Linked DNA regions of Pan troglodytes: region 1 is linked to region 2. Evidence: chromatin contacts called from public Hi-C data. All regions are on one chromosome and are shown on one strand. The core of a region is the stretch at or near the end of the contact, and the rest is flanking DNA. Distances in the headings are between cores, read along the strand shown.

Region 1 (4,687 bases), core at 1,024-3,523, 150 kb before region 2:
ACCCCAGTCTCTGCCTTCTCCTTCACGGTGTGTTCTCCACTTTGTGTCTCTCTGTCTCTTCTGATGAGGACACCAGTAATTGGATTTAGGGCCCACCCTAATCTGGTATCACCTTTTCTTGATGACATCTGCAAAGACACTGTGTCCATGTAGGGTCATGTTCACAGATGGGAGGAGGGGTTAGGACAGGGATATATCTTTTGGGAGGACACGGTTCAACCCACAGCAAGCCTCAGTTTGTCTCCTCCCTTTGTGGGCGGCAAGCCACCCAGGTGCCAAGGCAAGAGACCGAGGGCATAAGCTGTTCCAGTATAATAAAGAAAATATATAAAATGAGAACAGTTATACTAGAAATAGATTATAGATATGATGATATATGAATATTATTAATCATCAGTTTGTAGCATTGCTCTTTATTCCAATATTATAATAATCTTTGCTCTACATTTACAGCCTAGGAAAAACCAGGCCATACAGAGATAGGAGCTGAAGGGGCACGGTGAGAAGTGACCAGAAGACAAGTGTGAGCCTCTGTCACGCCCAGACAGGGCCACTAGAGGGCTCTTTGGTCTAGTGGTAACACCAGTGCCTGGGAAGGCAACCATTACTTAGCTGACCTCGGTCTAGTGGTAGCGTCAGTGCCTAGGGAAGGCACCCGTTACTCAGCAGACTGGGAAAGGGAGTTATAGCAGACTCTGCTTCACCATACCTCTTGTGGATAGGCCTCATATCAGTCAGGCCTGCCCACAGCCATCTGGAGGCCTAACCATCTCCCCGTGGTGCTGTGCTTCAGCAGTCACACTGCTGTTTCACTTTCATGTTCCACCCAGTACACCTGGCTCTGCCTTCTAGATAGCAGTAGCAGAATTAGTGAAAGTACTAAAAGTCTTTGAAATGCATAGAAGAAATAATGGTGTAAGCTGGCCTCTCTCTCTCTCCGCCTCCGCTGCCATACAGGGAAGGGCCCCCTGTCCAGTGGACACGTGACTCACGTGACCTTATCAATCATTGGAGATGACTCACACTCCTTACCCTGCCCCTTTTGCCTTGTATCCAATAAATAACAGTGCAGCCAGGCATTCGGGGCCACTACTGGTCTCCGCGTCTTGGTGGTAGTGGTCCCCTGGGCCCAGCTGTCTTTTCTTCTGTCTCTTTGTCTTGTGTCTTTATTTCTACAATCTCTCGTCTCCACACATGAGGAGAAAAACCCACAGTCCCTGTAGGGCTGGTCCCTACATCCCTCCATGTATTGGACATTTTATTAACATGTCCTGTGAGTGAAGAGGACCCAAGAGCTTCCCTGCCTCCTTTGCTGTGCTTGGCACCCATGGCACTCGCGGCCCTCCGGGCTGGCCCCTCATCATCTGGCTGCGTTTTGCTCCATGCCCACATCCCTTCAGGGCGTCAGTGTCCAGGCCCTTCTCATTGGAGCACCCAGAGCCAGGACACTGCCTGGATCTGCGCCTCAGGGCGTACCCTGCTCGGTGTATCAAGCTGACCCTGGTGTGCATTGCACACTTCTCAAGTGTTTGACCGTGTTGCTGAGCTAGCACCACATTCTGTCAGGAGCACGCAGGCTTTATGTTTTGCCTCTAGCACTGAGTGGTAGTGACTTTCGCTTCTACTTCCTCACTGATTTTTCTGATGACAAACGAAAATGAAATTTTGCTTATCTGGCTCAAATTATGCTCTTGCTCATTTCTGTACACGAGATTGCCCCGTTTTCAGTTTTGCAGACTTAATGTTGCGCTCCTGATGCTGTTTCCTTGCCTTGGGTTGGGGCAGTGGACAGAAGGAGCCAGAAGCTGCCTGGCACCAACTTTCAATTGTTGGGAGTGTAGCTGGCATTCTGAGATAGGGAGGGATTGCTGGAGTCCTTGGTTCCCAAGGAAGGAAGGACCGTGGAGGAGGAGCTGGAACTTAAGCACTGTCTTTGACCCACACTGAAGGATCTGCCTCCAGGGCCTGAGACCAGGCTGCTCTGCATTCAGGGAGGCATTTACATGACAAAACGTGGGTGTGTCCCTGCACACTGAATGTAAATATGCGTGGAGGCACATCTTTGCCTTGAGGCTTTAGAAACAAGATTTAAAAAAAAATCTGTAGCAAAATGTCCTTGTTAAGGAGTGTATTTCCTACTGGGCAGCCATGGTGAGGGGTTCTGTTTCAGCCCAGGTGTCCTCCTAGGCAGTGAGGGCTGTCCCGGGTGCCCCCTCTGATGAGATGCTTGTGTCAAAGATGCTCAGTCTGCCTGTCGGGTTCCCAGTGTCCTGGGCTCTCCCACAGCTCCACGCAGGCAGGCCTGGGAACTGAGTGCTGTGCAGAGCCCTCAGAGCCCCGTGTGGTGCAGGCTTTGCTCTCCGCATTGCCTCCAGGAAAGGAGCCCAGCTTCTGGCTTTGAACTGGGTTCCCTGAGGGATAGAGTTGAGTGGCAGAGGTGAAGTTACAGGTTTTGGCCTCTGACCCTCTTTCTCCAGCACTGAGCAGTAAGGACTTTCTGTTCTACTTCCTCAACTGATTTTTCTGTTGACAAATGAAAATGCAGTTTCACTTATCTGGCTCAGATTATGCCCTTGCTCATTTCTTTCTTTTTTTTTTTTTTTTGAGATGCAGTCTCACTCTATCACTCAGGCTGGAGTGCAGTGGCGCGATCTCGGCTCACTGCAAGCTCTGCCTCCCGGGTTCAAGCTATTCTCCTGCCTCAGCCTCCTGAGGAGCTGGAACTGTAGGAGCCCACCACCACGCCTGGCTAATTTTTGTATTTTTAGTAGAGACACGGTTTCACAGGTTGGCCAGGATGGTCTCGATCTCCTGACCTCATGATCTGCCCACCTCCGCCTCCCAAAGTGCTGAGATTACAGGCGTGAGCCACCGTGCCCAGCCTTTTTTTTTTTTTTTTTTTTGGAGACACAGTTTTTTTCTTGTCACCTAGGCTGGAGTGCAAGGGCATGATCTCGGCTCACTGAGTTCAAGCAATTCTCCCGCCTCAGCCTCCGGAGTAGTAGTGACTATTAGCGCCTGCCACCACGCCCAGCTAATTTTGTATTTTTAGGAGAGATGGGGTTTCACCAGGTTGGCCAGGCTGGTCTGGAACTCCTGACCTCAGGTGATCTACCCGCCTTGGCCTCCCAAAGTGCTGGGATTACAGGCATGAGTCACTGCGCCTGGCCCATAAAAACACCTGTTTCTGTTAAGTCAAATATTTGAGGAATGGCTTAACAAAAATGGCTGTTTCTGTTCAGTCAGTTGTTTGACGTTTGGCTTAGAACATCCAGCCCTAGTGTAGCTTCCTCATGGATCTGTTGTTGTAAGCAATGTATTGTGAACTAGCCCTGGTTTTAGCTTGTGTTATTAGTGCAGTACCTGTGTCTCGTTGGCATATGTTGCAACTAGCTGCTAAATGTATTTTAATAGGGTTCCTAAGTGTATTTTAATAAAGAGCCAATCATTTTCTTGTTGTATTTTCTCCCTAGAAAATTCAAAACGACTGTAGAGACCCTCCGGATTACTGGACAATACATGGACTATGGCAAGTGTCTCACACAATTAAATCTTAGGCAGAAGAGGCTCGCTGACTGGGAACCCTAGCTTGAATGTGGTCTTAATATTTATTCTTGTTTTTTGTTTTCAGGAGTTTATCCAATAGACTAGATTCTTATTTAAAAATATCTTTAGTCTTTCTAGCAGAACCCTGATTCTCTTGTTCTTTAATTCTGTCTTCATAGAACAATAACACTTTTTTTTTTTTCTTCTTCTGAGACAGAGTCTTACTCTGTTGCCTAGGCTGGAGTGCAGTGGCACGATCTTGGCTCACTGCAACCTCCACCTCCCAGGTTCAAGTGATTCTCCTGCTCCAGCCTCCCAAGTAGCTGGAATTGCAGGCACGCCCCACCACACCCGGCCATTTTTTGTATTTTTAGTAGAGACTGGATTTCACCATGTTTGTCAGGCTGGTCTCGACCTCCTGACCTCAGGTGATCCATCCACCTTGGCCTCCCAAAGTGCTGGGATTACAGGTGTGAGCCACTGCGCCCAGCCAATAACACTTTTTAAAATAGTGTTTACAGATTCTCGGTACATGTCAGGGTCACTACATTTTAATTTTCTCATTTTGTTCTTCTCTTGGGGTTTATTATAAATAACTACATGAAAATACATAAATGCACGTCTCGTACACATTTCAGAGACACTCAAATTTATTATTCTGGTTTTGTCTGCGTTTTGTTTAGTTAATTCTTTTCTATGTAACATGGACATACTTGTGACGCTGAACTGTGCACATCAATCGCCCCATCTGAAGGACCAGTTTTGTCCCACTGCCTCGATGCCGGGATTGAAAAGGGCCCTTTTAGCTTAATTGGTGCCTCCTGGCTCCTTAGGAAGAGGGATTGGTGGAAAACAAGTTAAACTGGAATGTAGGTACTTGGCTTCGGATTTCACTTTCTTCTCTGTCTGGTCAGATAACCTTGACCTCCTGTCTCTGGGGCTCCTGGCTTTCCTAGACTTTGCGTGGTGTCCTCTCCGCTGTGACCAAATGCTCTGATTGTACCTCTGCTCATCATGGCCGTTTCATTTCTGGGGCTGGAATGAAGCTTTGCAATGCTGTCCAGTCCAGTGGATGGAATCAGGCGGGTTTCACATGCTGGTCCAGCTGTTGACCCTGAAGACACTCTCCTCCCTGGCCTCT
Region 2 (5,192 bases), core at 2,597-5,096:
CTGAAATAGTTATTAGTCTATCAGCTCAGCATCCTGTTTTGGTGAAAGGTTTAGGAACTATGGGTAACAATGAAACTTACAGTCATCAATTTTTGCATACATTTGATGCAATTACAAACCTGTTCAGGTAACAAAGAGCAAACTTCTAAAAAGATCGCTTCTTGCACACTTTACCAGTGGAAGCTTTAATTGTCAAATACTTTTGATTTTCTATTTGAAGGGTATTTGGTCAAAGTGCAGAATAATTTCTAAGTCTCTGTTTCGGAATGTCCTTTTTTCTTAGATTCCAATTAGTTTGCACAAAGTTTCAGGGCCAACTTGCTTCAAAAGAAATAGATTTAGTACCCAACATTTAAGGAGTATTGGTTAAAAGAATACAATGTAAACTTTAAAAATTAGTCTAATTGGTCTCATTTAATCATTTTATATATATATACACACACATATACATACATTATATATAATCTATGGTTTATCACTTGTTCATGAAGATTATCATTTAAACATTTAATTTAACATTATGGTTACATTCAAGTAAATTCTTTTGTCTTTATTAGTAAGATGGCTTGTCTAATTTTCTCTATTTCTTAATGAGTGACAAATGTTCAACCGCTGGCTAAACTTTATTCTGATGTAGTTTCGTCCGAGGAATTGGCTGAGTCGTGGCCACCTGAGTGCACCTGGACAGATCAACCAGTTTTCATGTCTCAGTTTCTCCAGCTGCAAACTGGGGGAGCCCATCACAGTCCCCTCAGAGGGATGCTCTTCAGAGAGTCTTCCCCTCTAAAGACCAAATGAGTCAGCCCAGAAAACATTCCCGTTAGTGTCTGGCAGACGGTTGTGCAGCAAAGGCAGCCTCACTGTTATGTGAGAGCTTCTATCTCTTTTCGTCTGAATTTTAACTCATTCTGAGCACATAAGACCTTCCAAAATCCGAAATCTGGTCTTATTTTTAAATCTTATGTTTTATGTAGTCTATTTTTCTAGAGTTTTTTTCCTTGAATGAATAAGTAAAAATAAAGGGCCACTACGATGAACTAAAAGTAATTTCCTTCTTTACTCTTCCTAATGTCTAGGGAGGGATTGATTTTTTTTTTTTTTTTTTTGAGATGGAGTCTCACTCTGTTGCCCAGGCTGGAGTGCAGTTGCGTGACGTCGGCTCACTGCAATCTCCACCTCCCGGGTTCATGCCATTCTCCTGCCTCAGCCTCCTGAGTAGCTGGGACTACAGGCGCCCGCCACCACGCCTGGCTGATTTGTTTTTGTGTGTGTGTGTATTTTTAGTAGAGATGGGGTTTCACCGTGTTAGACAGGATGGTCTCGATCTCCTGACCTCATGATCCGCCTGCCTCGGCCTCCCAAAGTGCTGGGATTACAGGTGTGAGCCACCACGCCTGGCCTAGGGAGGGATTTAAAAAAATTTTTTTTGTAATTTTCCTCTCAGATTTTTGAATTTATATTATCTTAAACACTGTTAAATACTTTCCTTCTCAATTGTTTTTCTCTAGTCAATTATAAACCATTCACACAACTAAAAGGCAAAGAACTTACAAATTTAACTCATTTGATTTCTCAAAATATGAAGTTTTGCAGTCAAATATACTCATTGTTTGAAAATTATGTGCATGAATATATTTATGCAGAACATTTTAAATAAAGATAAAATAATTTTAACTTTTAAAACTTGAATATAAGAGAATTTGACAATATGGCTAAGGTGCAGGATGAGAAGAGAAAAAGCAAACAGAAATTGGGGGCGTTTTTGTGGATGCAAAGAAATTTACAGGACCCCTTCTACCCTAGAGGTCCAAGGGAATTCAGGGGTGGCTGCAGGGCCCCACGAAGGGACATTGAAGACATTCCTTATGTGTAGTGTCCCTGGCAGGCATTTACCAGGCCATGTGCTTTAACGTTACGGTAATACTTTACTTTAGGCATCCCTCCTGTTGCTAGCAGCCTTTTGACCTATCTGCAACGCAGTGTTCTCAGTAGGAAATGTTCATCTGTTACATGGAAAAAATGTTGATGGTGCATTGTAAAATTAAAAAACACAACTTGCAGAACCAAAAAAAAAAAAAAAAAAAAAAACTTGAATATAGCAAAATGAATAAAATTAGACTCATTAAACATCAAGCCAGGTGTGTGGTGGCTTATGCCTGTAATCCCTGCACTTTGGGAGGCTGAGGCAGGAGGAACATTTGGGGCCAGGAGTTGGAGACCAGCCTGGGCAACACAGCAAGGCTTTATCTTCACGAAACATTATTTTTTTAATTAGCTGGGCATGGTGGCATGCACCTGTAGTCCCAGCTATTTGGGAAGCTGAAGCAGGAGGATCACTTTAGCCTATGAGTTGGGGGCTGCAGTGAGCTATGATTGCGCTGCTCCATTCCAGCCTGGGTACCAGAGTGAGTCCTCATCTCAAAATAAATAAAATAAAATAAAATAAAATAAACCTCCCTTTCCTTTAGATTCTTTTCCTCTCCCCACCTCCTCCGCTTTTACTTAGCTGTGTTTCTTTTCTCCCTGGATACTATCTTTATGTTTTATGTTTTGATTGCAAGCTTTATCAATTAAACTTTTCACGAGTTTAGCATATCAGATTCTTTTGAATGCTTTAAATTTTTATAAAAGTAGACACAATTAAATCACTACAAAACTCCTCACTGCACTTGCAGCAAAACCATTTACAAAAGTGCACATACCATGGTTTAAATTTTTTTCTTTGTCTTCTTATTTCCATGACCGCCTAGAGAATTTCTCAGTATCACTCTCATTTCTGTTACATCCAAAACTTTGGCATTTATACAATTTTTATCGTAGAATAGAAGTTTTATTAACTTTAAAGACTTTTGCTTTAAATGCTGAAATGAGGAGTCCTGTTTCAGTTATTTTACATATAAATTTTCTTTGCAATTACAGGGAAAACCAAAGGCATATATTTCCAGTGCCTGCCATGAAATCAGATATCTTCCTTGAGTTAAGGAAATGATTGAGTTGAGGATAATGGTGTTTAAAATGATCTCAGATAAAGGAAGGCCAACTGTCTTTGTTCAGGTTGCTGTAACAAAACACCCTAGACCAGGTGACTTACAAATAACAGAAATTTCTTTTTCACAGTTCTGGAGGCCGGAAGTCCAAGATCGAGGCACTGTAGGTTCAGTGTCTGGTGAGGACCCATTTCTGCTTCCAAGACAGAACCCTGTTGCTGCGTCCTCCAGAGGGGCTAAGTGCTGTGTCCTCACATGACAGGAGGTGGAAGGGCCTTTTATAAGGTCCACTAGTCCCATTCATAAGGATGGGGCCCTCATGACTTAGTCACTTCTTAATGCTATCACGCTGACGTTTGTGTTCCAGTGTATGCATTGTGGAAGGACACACACCATGGCATTCAGCGCCCTGGATGTGGCAGGAGGCCAGAATGCAGAGCCCTAGACTGTGCCGCAGAACTGTCCGGGAGCTGGGCTGCTCCCCCATGTCCTCCCCGTGCTCTAGGGGCTGAGGGCAGACACAGTGGCAACCTGTCAGAGCCACTGGAAGCCTCTTTGCCGGCCTCCTGGTACGTTGGCCTAATTGCCCCAGAGGGTACTGTCATCTGGGACTTCAATGAGTCACTGGCTTAAAATATTTTTCTAGAACTCCTGAGGAGTTGGCCTAATTGAAACAGAGTGATCTATTTTCCAGGATTCAAATGAGTGTATTAGGCTGGAGACTGCCAGAAACAAAAAAATACCTGGTGTTTAAAAGGAACCCACGGTCTCCACAAAGAGCTTCTGAGCAAATACCCACCAGGCAGGCCTGGGGCCTGTGCTTAGCGCGTCTCCTGAGAGGTCGCAGCCATGACCTGTTACTGGGGACTCGGCGGAAGGGTGGGAGAGGGTGAGGGATGAAGGACTACACATCAGCTGCAGTGTACACTGCTCCGGAGACAGGGGCACCCAGATCGCAGAAATCACCACTGAAGAACTTATCCATGGAACCAAACACTGCCTGTTCCCCCAAAACTATTAAAATAAAAAAAAAAATACTCAGCTAAAAGTAAGGTTTATTAGTTGAAAAAAGTATATCTTCTGGCCTTTCAAAACATTGATATTCCAAAATAAAACTCTCGCACTACTCAAGTGTTTCCGCTGGAATCCAATTACCGTAGTGATTTCACAACCACTCTCATCCTTTGAAAAAAAAAAAAAAACATGAAAATGCTTTCCTTCTGAGCATGCAATTTTTTTTGTGACTCCTTTTTCTCTATAAGCTCAAATTTCCATTCTAACTACTCCTTTAGGATATTATGCCAGTGTGATAGGTATACTTTTTGGCTTAAAAGTCTTTATTCATCACCTTTATATTCTTACAGTAAAAAATCTGTATATAAATTGAATGTGTTTTTTAAATGTAATTTTCTGTAACCACAGACTCTAAATGTTGTTTCTTTGAATTATCCTTATAATTATTAGTAGTATACAATTGATTAAAATTTAAATAGTTTTTAAAAAATTGACTCTTATAAAATTAAAATCTCAGAAATTCAATATCAGCGATGCTGGGGATGGGCCCCTGCCCGGGTTCACAGACCCATGGGGTGCTCCAAAAACAGGCTCGGCACTGAGATTTTCTGTAGTTTCATTTTTATGAGCTAAAGCAAACTTGTTCACATAAATGGGAATGAAAGATGGAAATGGAAAAAGATTTGCTATAATAATGTCACTGGTTTTTGAGCTCCTTTCAAGTTGTATGCCAAAAAGCACGTTGTGCTTGTTATACAAGATTGTTTTTAAAGCTCTCTCAGCTGACAACTTGAATAGGCTCTCTTTCAATTTTGTGGAAAGCAGAGAATAGGAAACCACCGCATTTGCTGAAGGCTGGTTTCCTTAGTCACTGGGTACAATTGGCTGCTGATATTCACAGGGGCGCTCTCTCTGGCGCTGTGCTCTAGGGAGGGCGCCACCACCAGGAACACACCCTGGAGAGGGGTTTGGGATGGGTGCGAGGTCCAAGATGCACCTGTCTATGGAGAAGGGGGCAGGAGATTGTAAAGGGGTCTGGGAAACGGATTGGCCAGAGAAGTTCCTAGACAGATCACTTTTGGGAAAGAGCTGACGAGCTGGAAATGATAAGTAATTACTTTAAAAATACTTATGCCATGTGCCCCATAGATGGTCTTTGCATGTACACTGACCCCAGTCTGAAGACCACTG

The links. Hi-C and Micro-C count contacts between places; a contact is called where the count stands out from the background.
Region 1: a contact with region 2 is called in a Hi-C map of stem cell-derived neural progenitor cells, with 5 times the contacts expected there. The contact joins two enhancer-like sites. A contact is called at or near these places in 1 of 7 Hi-C or Micro-C datasets (stem cell-derived neural progenitor cells) and 1 of 1 datasets of contacts at active chromatin or transcription factors (stem cell-derived excitatory neurons).

The regions. Positions count from the first base shown.
Region 1 is chr5:179,056,252-179,060,938 of NHGRI_mPanTro3-v2.0_pri, reverse strand. RNASET2 (ribonuclease T2) reads left to right here. Exons shown (of 9, transcript XM_001136814.7): 3 at 3,474-3,529. Among named protein-coding and RNA genes, the nearest start is that of RNASET2, 7.3 kb to the left of the region's middle. Within about 2 kb of position 2,273, at least 7 of the 24 cell types and tissues checked have an H3K27ac peak or open chromatin away from gene starts, as enhancers often do. A contact at or near this core is called in stem cell-derived neural progenitor cells, where this site is marked.
Region 2 is chr5:178,908,080-178,913,271 of NHGRI_mPanTro3-v2.0_pri, reverse strand. All of the region lies in intron 3 of RPS6KA2 (ribosomal protein S6 kinase A2), which reads left to right. Among named protein-coding and RNA genes, the nearest start is that of RPS6KA2, 62 kb to the left of the region's middle. Within about 2 kb of position 3,846, at least 5 of the 24 cell types and tissues checked have an H3K27ac peak or open chromatin away from gene starts, as enhancers often do. A contact at or near this core is called in stem cell-derived neural progenitor cells, where this site is marked.